Linked DNA regions of Mus musculus: region 1 is linked to region 2. A link is a contact called in public promoter capture Hi-C data. All regions are on one chromosome and are shown on one strand. The core of a region is the stretch at or near the end of the contact, and the rest is flanking DNA. Distances in the headings are between cores, read along the strand shown.

The links. Capture Hi-C pulls out chosen DNA fragments and counts their contacts.
Region 1: a promoter capture Hi-C map of adipose tissue shows a contact between it and region 2. The contact joins two enhancer-like sites. A contact is called at or near these places in 6 of 39 promoter capture datasets (cranial neural crest, embryonic stem cells, frontonasal cranial neural crest and 3 more), 4 of 115 datasets of contacts at active chromatin or transcription factors (embryonic stem cells and stem cell-derived neural progenitor cells) and 1 of 9 other capture datasets (adipose tissue).

What each region holds. Positions count from the first base shown.
Region 1 is chr1:90,614,343-90,620,045 of GRCm38.p6, reverse strand. No RefSeq gene overlaps it. Among named protein-coding and RNA genes, the nearest start is that of Cops8, 14 kb to the right of the region's middle. Within about 2 kb of position 2,670, at least 5 of the 459 cell types and tissues checked have an H3K27ac peak or open chromatin away from gene starts, as enhancers often do. A contact at or near this core is called in adipose tissue, where this site is marked.
Region 2 is chr1:90,316,002-90,322,133 of GRCm38.p6, reverse strand. No RefSeq gene overlaps it. Among named protein-coding and RNA genes, the nearest start is that of Gm34992, 19 kb to the left of the region's middle. Within about 2 kb of position 3,558, at least 7 of the 459 cell types and tissues checked have an H3K27ac peak or open chromatin away from gene starts, as enhancers often do. A contact at or near this core is called in adipose tissue, where this site is marked.

The DNA.
Region 1 (5,703 bases), core at 1,421-3,920, 300 kb before region 2:
ATTCCTTCCTGGGAATCAGGCTTACGTCAGTGACTCTGGCTGGCAGTGTCTCTCCAGATCTCAGATACTCTGACCACTCACATGCACTGCACTAGTCACATGGCTACGAATGGTAGAGAACAAAAACCCACTATGGCTTCTGTAGAAGTTAAAATCTTAGATGCTGTTGGCTTTCCAACATTAGAAAGCACAGGTCTAGACAGTTCTAAAGTTCTTGGTGTTAAGATTCCATTGGCCTTTTAAGTTCTCTTGATTTTGTGTTCTGAAAAATTTACAGAATTCTTTCACAGGACAGTGAGTTCAGTATTTGAAGACATCCCTTCCCAATCTTTTCATGACATGTGTTAGAGATTATTTCTCCATACTTGGAAGACAGCGAGCTGAGAAATTTTCTGTCCCCTTATCAGTTCTAAGTAGTTCAACCAGAGAACAAGGGGTGCTTTTTAAAATATGGGATAAAATGCAAAACTCCCATTAACAGAGCCCGGAGATTATGGGAAGATCCTCCTGTTGGGCTTCACCATTATCCCCATCTGGTCGTTAGGGACCCAGCTCCACGTGGACTGTGGTCTGTCTAGTTGATGCTTTTCATCTTGGAGGGAAGGGTCTCCCTGAGCTGTTCCCTGAAGTACAGAGTCCTTCCCACCCCTACCCCAAAGTCCCAGCCTGGAAGAGGCAATGCTGCCACAACATTGACCAGAGATACTTCTGTGAAGGGCAGCACTCCTGCTTTGTTATAACTTGATATAATCCCACCTGTGTATTCTGGTTTCCTGAGCCATTGGCTACTGAGATGGGCACTTAAGTTTGGTCTCCAGAGCCCACATAAGTAGTTAGGCACGGTGGTGTGTACGTGTAAAGCTAGCACTGGAGAAGTGGAGGCTTGTGGGCTGGCCTGTTCAAGGCCAGTAAGAGACTGTCATAAAAATGAAATGGATAGTGTGTCCTGAGGCGTGACATTCCAGGTTGACCTCTGGCTTCCTCATGTGTTCCTTCAGGGAATGGCTCCTGTGGCTGTATCTTGAACTGCTTCTCCTGTGTCTTCTTTAGAAGTTTTGAGTTTTATAGCAGGGTCTTTCCTCTGTTTTAAGATGATTTTGATATAAACATCACAGGTATTTATTTATCAGTGATATTTGGCAAATGAGAGGGGGCAGAGAGAGAGGGGGAGGGGGGAGGGGGAAGGGGAGGGGGAGGGGGGAGGGGGAGAGGGAGAGGGAGAGGGAGAGGGAGAGGGAGAGGGAGAGAGAGAGAGAGAGAGAGAGAGAGAGAGAGAGAGAAACACTCATAGGCTTCTTTAAATGTTTATTTTCTCAAAGGAAGTTGTTCTCTATTATAGCCACAGCAAAATCAGCCAAATCTGCAAAATTATGTTGACAAAAAGAAAAAAATAACCTAACTCAGGGATTGGGAAACATTTCAATGCAGAGTGGGTGGCAAATTTTTCTGCCTCAGCAAGGTACATACATGCTCTCTGTCACAAGTCTTGATCTCTGCAATTGAGAAGTCAGCCACAGCCAGAACAGGAGTAAATAGATTTATTTGCTACGTTCCAAACAAATGCTCTTTGTGAAATCCTCGCCAGCCGCCTTTGGGCTCCCAGGCTGTGGTGTGCCCTCGAAGGTCTAATCTGTAATGCCTACTCGGATCTCACCCACTTCCCAAGAGCATGCGTGCCATGGCTTTGCCTTTCCAGTTGCTTGGATTGTCAGCTTCATTTGATCTGAAACTGTTTCTGATCTGTCTTTCTCTCTTGCAGATGAGTCTGGGGAAAAGATGGTTCCTTTTGCAGCATGTCCCTCACCCTGCATCTGTCTTGTGCACCACCTCTTTTTAACACATGGCTTACATTGGCCACAGGTGCCCCAGCCCCAGTGTGTTCTCTCTACTTCACATTCGGAGGCCCGTGTGCCAACCTTAAAGGTGACCTGACTATGGTACTGCCACTCTCAGCCTCTCAAGTACCCAGATACTTGCACGTGGGGATGCCTGTAGGAAGGATGTTTGGGCCCAGAAAAACTCCCAGTTCCCTGGTGTCCATCCACGCATGTATCTCCACAGCTGATCCTTACCTCCGTCCTCCATTGTGATGAGCTTGAGGTATCTGACTGAAGTCAGCAATGTGCTCAGCTCTTGGCTTCTGAACTTCCAAGTGCATGTATTTGAAGGTGAAGTGGATGGCAGAGCACCATATCAGGGGAGTGTGGGTGTCTGGACACATACTAGACATAGAGAACGACAGCTGGCTCTTGGCATGACTTTAGGGTCTCATGAGGGGCAAGACCTTACACAAGTGCTTCTGGAGGGCATGCACTCAATGCCCTAATAACCTCCCGTAAGGCCCCATCTGCTAACGTCCATGACCGTGCACCATCTGGGACCAAGCCTCAGTTCAGGGGTTCTAAGGAATACCAAGCACCCAAGCACAGCTATTTCCAAGTGGAGACATTCCATTTGTATACTTCCTTCCATATCTGAGCTGGAACTGTCCTTCGTTGCTTGATGCATGGGGACAGAATTGCAACTTAATAGCTTGCACTTCTTAACGATAGTTATTTATTGTGATATGAAGCTGGCCCGAGGCCCTTTGGCATGTCTCCTGTGGCCTCCCTCTCACTTCCTGGCACAACACGTTCACAATGTCCCAAGCCGTTCTCTACCACTAAGAGCTGGCTTCAGCTATTTCTCTAGGATCCCCAACTCCTTTTAGAGAAAAAGCTTTTTCTTTTATCTAGCATTGTGTGGTGTCTGTCTCCTGCCTCCGTATTTTCGTTATCTATTTATGTGAGCCTTGACTTGCCCAAGTGACTTATTTAGGCATCAAAAGCATAAAGCTATCTCTGAGCAGAGCTATGATCCCACAGACATGTTACAGATGCTTTGCTGTGTAGTCCTTTCTAGTTTCTTCCTAACTGCTGAGTTATCTAGAAGCACATTTAAAAATTACTGAACTGGGGGAGATTCTCCACACTTTCTGCCACTCGTTCCTAGCTGTGGTCATGGAACAATATGATATGTGACTTTAAACCCGGTAAAGGACTGGAAACTCCTCACAGCCCTGAGCGCATTTGTCTGGATGACAGGATGCTCTGCTATCGTGGGGCAGATGTCCTATGGGTGTCAGAAAGGACCACGGTCGTCCCGCTGAGTTTTGCTGATTTTCTGTCAAAAATTAATTATGAAGACGGGGGAATTGAAACTTTCCAGCCAAAACTGTGGGTTCAAGAGACTAATGATGCAGGCGTAGGCAAGAACTGACAAATCACTCACACAGTGAAGGAGAGAGTGAACAGAGAGCTACACAATGAGGACGACTCTCCCCAGCTACACTCAGGACAGCGGAGCTACCGCTCTCTCGTAGAAATAATAATAAAAAAGATCCAATCAACAATCGTGACAAATGATTTTGTCATTCTTGAAAAAAGAAATACAATGGCCAAAAAAATATATTTTAAATGTTGGTAAGTTGGCTTACTTAATCATGCACTATAGTTCTTGGATGCTGTTCTATCTGATGTCTGAATACAGCATATCCTCTGTCTTGTCTTCCACCCCTGCTCGGTACTTCTGCCTGATCACGTTCATCAGCGGTGGTTTTCCCTGCTCTTTAAGGCATCTTCTCTTTTCTGTTTGCTGTTTTCAAGCTGTTTCCATGCTGACGTTCTTTTCCGAGCCGCTGGCTTCATCTCTGTCTTGACTCCATTACTTTCCCAGGTCATCTCTTTCTCCTTCTTCCTCTTTGAAGAAGTTATTTTTAGAAGCTGCCATTTGAATTCTATCCCCAGCTCGTCAACCATTTCAGTGTCACTGAGCTCATTGATGGAAGTTATGATCTCTCGGAAGTCTCATGTTTATCTTGCTCTTTTATGGTGTGTGTATGTGTGTGTGTGTGTTTCTGTGTTTCAACTTGCAACTGTTGTATTTGGTTATCTCTTCTGGATTTGGACATCTTCTCCATTAGCAACCAACACTGGAGGGATCACTATCCAGAGTCACTCAAAAGGGAGACAAGCACTTGGTGCCACATCAACACAAAACTCGTAAGAGCTAGAAACACACTCAAAATTGATCATTAATATAAAACATCAGCCAATACGTAACAGAAGGCCTCAGAACAGAAAACAGGCAAGACATAATGAACTACGGCATGAAGTCAAAATCTGGGGCAAATGGGGTAAATGAAGGAAATAAGAGCAGAGAAAAGAAATCATGAAGCAGAAGCAGACAGGAAACTAAGGTGGGCTGGAAAGGGGAAAGAGAGTGAGGTAAGAACCGGTTTCCTATGACAAAGAGTGAACAACCTTGACGAACTAGGGGGAGTGAACCAAAAGTTTTTAAACAATGAAGTCTGGGGCTGGCGGGATGGCCCCGTGGTTAAGAGTATCCACATAGTCTCTCACAACCATCTGCAACTGCAGTCCCAAGGGATCTGGCATGACACCCTCCTCCAGCCTCCATGGGTCCTGCACCTACACAATGTAGTCCATGCAGGCACAACTCTCCAGTCTCTGGCCTGTGTGCCACCCCCTGCTCCCTTCGGTGCTTCATGTGGTGCTGTGCTGACCCGACGTCCGCTTGGAGTTTTTCTAAGTTCTACCTCTGGCTTACAGTCACACTGCCACCCCACCCAGCACAGAACTCCAGGGAAATGGGCTGCTTAGCGCAGGCTTTAACATGGGGTGTCCTGTAGGACCACTTTGTAGGTTATCCCTTTCCAGAAGCTCCTATTCTGTCCCCCATCCTTCTGAAGGGGTCCCCGTCCCACAGGTTGAGGCTGTCCAGTGATGGATAGCCTACGAGCAGCAAATGGGTCATCTTTATGAATTTCTCTTGACTGTAGCTCTTGCAACCATACTGCCTTAGGGCCAGCAGCTTTAAAACACTGAATGGGCTCGGCTGCTTGGAATACTTGTGACGGTTCCAAGGTAGTCAGCCTTTAGGTGTTTCAACCCCGGAGCAGAGGCTTCAAGTACTCAGCGCCATCTCTACTCTTAGTCTTTTATTTCAGAAGGAAACACACTAATCTTCCTGTGCTTAGTGTTGTCAGCACAAATGAGATCACAGGGCAAGAGGCTCAGTTGCTGAGCTCAGGCTGGCCTGTGGGGACTGTCTTGATAGCCTTATTTATGTGGGAAGACCCACCTGGAAATGGGTGGCACCATCCCCTGGCTTTGGGCCCTGGACTGTATGGGTACAGGAAGCCAGCTGAAGAGCAAGCTTCCACTAACTCACTCTCTCCCTCTTGACTGTGGCTTCCTGACTGTTTCACGTTTCTACCTCAACTGCCCTGTAGCAACGAATTCTAACTTGGAATTGTAAGCTAAAATAGACCTTTTCTCCCCTAAGGTGTCCCGACCAATAGAATAAAACAAGGGTGGAACTTGGTACTGAGGAAGGTGGAGGCATTGCTGTGACCCACATAGCTTTTAAGGGCCTTTGTTCAAGGGAAGACTGTGGGGGTGTGTGTCCTGTTGGATTGGGGAAATGGTGGAACGCTGGACACAGGACTCAATAGCTCTGTGGGGGTGTGGAATGGTAATAGTGCCAGAAACATGAACAGCAGAGGTCTGGCTTACAAGGTCTCAATGGGAAACACAGCGTCCATCAGTAACTGGGCTGGTGGCCATCTGTGTGGTATTCTGGCCAAGAATCTGGCTTCATTCTGCTTGTATCCCGAGAACGTAAATGGAGTTGAACCTAAAG
Region 2 (6,132 bases), core at 2,309-4,808:
CCACACTCACATCCCCACTGCCCCCAATCCTGGTTCTCAGACCCAGACAAAGCTGAGCAGCGTGAGCCATCCTTAGCTGACCGCTCAATAGCCTTTCACGAGCATCCTCAATACAGAAAGGCCAGTCACACTGAAACCTTGTGGTGGTCCGTTGTTTGTTGTTGTTGTTGTTGTTGATGATTGGTTGGTTGGTTTTTTGTTTTCATTTTGTTTTCTTCAGTCCTGAGCATGAGACAGGCCAAGAGTCACAACCAAATGACCACACGCGGCTCTGTGTGGAGAAACAGGGAAATGTCCATTCTCTGGAGACTGTTGCTTTTATCCCAGAATGACAACAGACAGACAGAAGACACACACCAGGACTGACGAGTGGGTGGGAGGCGAGAGGAGAGAAGCAGCTTGGAGGTTGGGCGGTTGCCCAGAGCAAAGACGCAAGGCAGGAACACAGGCAGGGATTGGCAGGGATGGAGGCCACGGATTTCTGTCTGTCTGCTCATGACTTCTTCCACCCATATTTGGAATCGCTAACTCAAGGAGCCTTGCACATTATGGATCCCTCTTGGGGTTGCAGTCCTCTGTGTTGCCAGAGCTTTGGGGACTCTATCCAACTTTTGCCCAGGCATCAATAGTGACAATTGTCTCTTGAAGTCTATTTCTAGGCTGAGAAACCAGTTCTCTCCATTGAACCTCTCAGCACACCCCACAGCAATGGATCCACCACTACAGCTCATTACCTCCTTCATCCATGCGCTGCCCATGCCACTCCAGCTCAGGTGTGCGGAGAAACAGGCAGTCACCAGCTTCTAAAGGCCAGGATGTACTAGCTAAGTCCTATTGCAGGTCAGAATTTGGGGGTGTGATAAGCCTTCTCCTTCCCAGGGGCAGAGCTAGTCCCTCAGGGGCCACACGGACCTTCTGCCTTATAACAGGACTCTTTTCTCTGGGACCTCATCCTCAAGAGCCTCCACTATCACCAAGAGCTACCTCACATGCAGTTTGCCTCTCACACAGGTGGTGAGCAAAGTCTAGACTCTACCCTGAGCTGTGCCTGGTAGATGGGCAAGAGTCACTGGCAGAAAAGCAACGGGTCTCTGGATGTGCTGAGTCTGCAGCGAGTCTCTATACTGTTTATTTCATAGATGGGGCTCAGGACAAATTGCAATATTTAATGCACAATTATGGTTTCAATAAATTGTTCCCAGATGGCTCGGAAGAACAGCATTAAGTGGAAACAAGAAACGATCAGATTTTAATGAAGGTTTGTTTCCTTTGCCTGGTTTCCTTCATAAATTCTGACTGAGTCTCTGATTCAAGAAACGGGGCTGCTACAGAGTTGTGAGAGCACGTGAAGGCTGGATACAGAGTGTGCACAGTTAGCATCTCTACAGGCCTACGGGACAAGCAATGCATGAACTGCGTGTGAACTTCAGCGCGCTCTGGGTACCAGACCAGGTGCTGGGCTGTTTATCAGACTCCTCACAGTCATTTGAGACAACAGTCTTTCCATCTTAGAGACGAGAAACTGAAGCACAGAGTCAGCGAGACAATTTGTCTAAAGTCAGAGACAAAAGCAATAAATGATCTAATCTCTTGGTGTCCCCCACTGAGGCTGCACCACATCGCCTCTGTAGAGGGATGAAGACAAATGACTTGGAACACCGGCTGACAACAAAGACTGGATGAATGCAGACTATGAAAGTCCAGGGCAGCGTTGGTCTGTGAGCACCAGCTCCCTTGCCTCCCATGCTGTGGTTACACTGGTCAGGTTTAAATGGCACCTCCTAAGGGATGGCTTTCCTCAGTCCTCACTGAGCCCCTCCTATGTCTTTTTAACATGACTTATTCACTGAAACCCCGTCTCTGTTTAATAGTTGCTGGCCCACCCTAACACATGAGCTCCCAGGGGTCAGAGGGAGCTGACCTATCTTCCTTACCAAGACTCAGAACCAGGACTCACACTATTCTTTCAGTAAACAAGTGGGGGAATGTTTGTCTCTCTCCTGCTGCCCACTATATATATATCTCAGGGTACAACTTCAGACTCCCATCCTATACCTATGGTCCTTGGGCCCTCTCATGGATGCAGCACGCATCTGGCTCATATCCTGCCCTTCTGTGAGGTCCTGACTTTACACTCAGATGCCATAATTTTCCCCAAGCATCTATAGGTAGATGGCCTGACTTGTGGCCACCAAAAACTTGCCCCACGATTTGAAGCAAATCCCAGATCAGAGCAATCAGACTAAACCACTGACAAGCAGGCTCACGTTCCCTCCTTGGTGAGGGCAATGTCTGAAGCCTTAACGCACATATGCACAGCCATGAGCCAGGCAGCCTGAGGGAAGCAGGACACACTCTCCAAAGTCCCAGTGCTTATGTGACTGTTCATGGCACTGTGAGGACAGGTGTCGTGGTGATATCAGTTCTGTATCTCTACTTCCAGTTTCCTGGTGATACTGACACAGCATCTCCGTCTTTGTCCTGCACTGGCTGGGATGGGTCTGCTTTGTGTCTTTCATGTCTCCCTCCTAGACATGCATAACTGACAAACTGACTCTTGAGCCAGTAGGTATGGTGAGATGAACAGGCACTGGGTATCTGATGGAATCAGTTTTTCTTGGCTCTGTCGCTCAGATGGTGACAGCAGGTGCCTCCAGATACACTCCCCACCATCTCAGAACCATAACTTCCCTTTATAAGTCCTGGAATTGCAATCACATGCTTGGGCCAAGAACTAATGAGTTCCATTGGCACTAGCCACAGGCTTGTGTCCAGGAAACACCCACCGGAACTTATCTTGCCCCTAGGAGCAAAGGTGAGACCAGTAAGGTGGTATCACTTTTAACCAACAACATCCACTGGTTCACAGTTACACAAAGAAATCCTTGGATAAATCCTTGGAATCTTCCTTTCCATCTGGTCTCAGTTGACAGACATAGGAGCAGCAGTTAGAAATGGAAGAGCTGCCTGTTTCAATACAGTGATGATCCCTGTGGCAGGTCAGCAGAGCTGACAGATACTGGCCTTAGTGGGCCAAAGGATAAGGAGAAATTGACAGTGGAACAGTCTCAAACCATCTCCCCAAGGATGATTAGCCAATTGAAAGGGAGCTAGGTGTGGCAACAAACCAGTACTCAGTACAAAGTACTCAGTAGAAACCAGTACTCAATCCCAGTACTCAGGAGTCTGAGGCAGGCAAGCATCACAAGGCTCAGGTCCAACCTGGGCTACCCATAGAGGTCTCCAAATGTGGAGAACCCTTCCAGACACAGTCTTATCCAAAACTAAGCTCAGTGGCAATGAAACCTCTGAGGCCCGTGAACCTGCTGACAGGCCACGCCAAGGACACAGAAAGCACTTCCGTGGTGTTCTGGCCAACATTAAGTAAGAAGAAACCCAGTGCAGCCAAAAGGAGCTTCATTCTGTCCCCCAAACAAAAACAGCCGGTACTCCGGAAAATAACACTGAGTTCCGAAAAAGCAATGAGTAACCGACCCTAACTGGAGATGAAAAAGGAACACGGTGACTAAACCTCACAGGGAGGCTGATGGCTGAGAGGGCAGGGAGTGCCCCTGGGACAAATACTGAAGCTGCAGGCTGGTCTCTGCGTGTGCTCAGTGGGGTCTAATCAGCAAGGGCAGCTGGGATTGGCCTTGCATTTTGCAGGCTTGGGGGATCTAGAAAGTCCCAGTAAGACCTTTGCATTATTTCTGTACTTATAAAAGCAATTTAAAAATAGGAATCTAAGAACAATGTCTTGAACCATTTTACGGAGTGTGTCCTGAGGACACCAGGCAGATCAGAGATCGGCTCCAAGAGCTCAGCCCGAAATTGGTGGAAATTAATTTGAATTATGCCATTGAACAGATGTGCTCCGTGGGGCATGGACAACTTTTATGTCTTAAATATCGAACCTGCTGCCACATCAGATGGCATCAAATTAATTATACAGAGTTATCAATGTGACGAGCCATGGCACATCCATACATCACAGGGAGTCACGGCAGAACACTGCCAGGCTGTGGGGGCCTTTCTACAGCTCAGGATAAGACCCAACTTGACAGGGCAGATGCCAACTGCACACATGCCCAGACCACAGCCCCTGTGCTCAGAAACTTGAACGTGAGCTAGTGACACCCAAGTGGAGAGATCTCAAACCATCAACACTGATTAATTAATAAGTCCCTTTATGCACACTTGGAGACGTGCCAGCTCTGCCTGTGTGTGTATGTGTATGTCTATCACATTTTAATTGCACTTTATACATTTAAATACAGCATTCCACATCTATAGAATGGTTACAAAGGCATGGGTCTTTTATGAATAGTATAAAGGAACCAGACTTACATATATAGACTTATCAATATGTATGTATATTGATTCTGATATCTAGATCTAGACCTATACACACATGTACACACATAGTGTGTGAATTAGCAATGTAGTCAGATACAGATTAGATGGATAGATGGATGATAGATAAATAGATAGTTGGATAGATGGATGGATAGATAGATAGATAGATAGATAGATAGATAGATAGATAGATAGATAGATAGATGATAGTTGATAGATGAAACACACAAACGCACAGGAAGAATATATTTAACATTAAGCTACAGAGATCAATGATATCTTAAACTTTCTTAAAAACTAGCACAATGACAAAACAATACTGAAGCTTGTTATCCTATGTTACCTTGGGTCAGTCTTCCAAAGTGAGTCTTTGCTGGTGACCTCAGGGGCCCCGAGGACCACGTCCATCCTGAGTTGACCATATGCAGAAAGCTGGAGCAACACGAGGCCTGAGCCTGGCTGTCTCCACGGTTATTCCCGTAGCTCATGAGAGCAGTGAATCTGCAGCTCAGCTAGTATTTACTCAACAAATAAAAGATTGGGCTGAGAAAAGTCATAGAAAGCTCTGCATTTGGAGTAAACATAAAGACAACCAGATTAAAGCAGAAAGCCTCCAATCCAACCCAGCACTCAGGTCGTAAGTTCCTCAATCACGTGTCTATGTCTCTTCACTTTTTCTTCTTCCTTCCTTTCTTTCCTCCTCTTCACCAGCCTGCCATCCATTCATCCTTCTGACAGATTCATAGGGCACATGATATTTCATTTAGGGGATGCCTTTACTAAGAGGGCGTGGTGGTTTGAATGATATGGCCCCCACAGGACCATAGGGAGTGGTTCTATTAGAAGTGTGGCCTTGCTGAAGGAAGTGTATCACTGGGGGTGGGGATGGCTTTGAGGTCTCAGATGCTCAAGCCAGGCCCAGTGCTTTATCCTCCCTGTCCGATGACTAGTTAGCCAGATAAAGAACTCTCAGCTACCTCTCCAGCACCATGTCTACCTGCATGGCACCATGCTTCCCAACATGACAATAATAGAATAAACCTGTAAGCCAGCCCCAATTAAATGGTTTCCTTTATAAGAGTTGCTATGATCATGTTGTCTCTTCACAGCAATAGAAACCCTAACTAAGACCGTGAATAAAACCTAGAACCTTCCCCAGACCTTAGAGCTTTGAGATAGATAATACCGCACATCATCAGCTTCCAGAAACAGCAGCAGATACCACTGCAAAGCAGAGGTCTCAGCCAGGCACTGGGCTACTTGGGCGTAGTGGAAGGAGACTGGGTCATAAGAGAATCACTCAGCCTTAGAAGGGATGGATGTGGGTCTTTCGAAGTATGTGAATTCCCAAGGAAAGTAGCTGTCTTTAAAAGTGAGCCTGAAAGCGGATTCTCTCTAATTTTTTGTCTCCCCATATGCTAACTCCCCACAATGATGTTGTCCATCATGTTAAGATGCACCCATGGGGACCTCACCAGAGCTGTACTGATGATGACCTTGGTCAGCAGCTCTGGGTGCCACCGCCCCACCCTCCACTTGGGACTATGGTCACAAGTGTAATAGGACTGTGCTCCAGTGCCTACTCCCACAATCCCAGCTTCAACACTTGCTGAGAGGAAGATTACCCCTCCTCTGTACCCTCCATCTATTGCTGGGGCCTCTCCATGTCCCTAAAAGAACTCAGCGGTGACTCTGTCCTGTTTCTACAGTGGAGATGATCGAGTTCTGGTCAGCTCCAACCAGCCAACACAAAAGATCTCCATTGAAGAGCTTTTT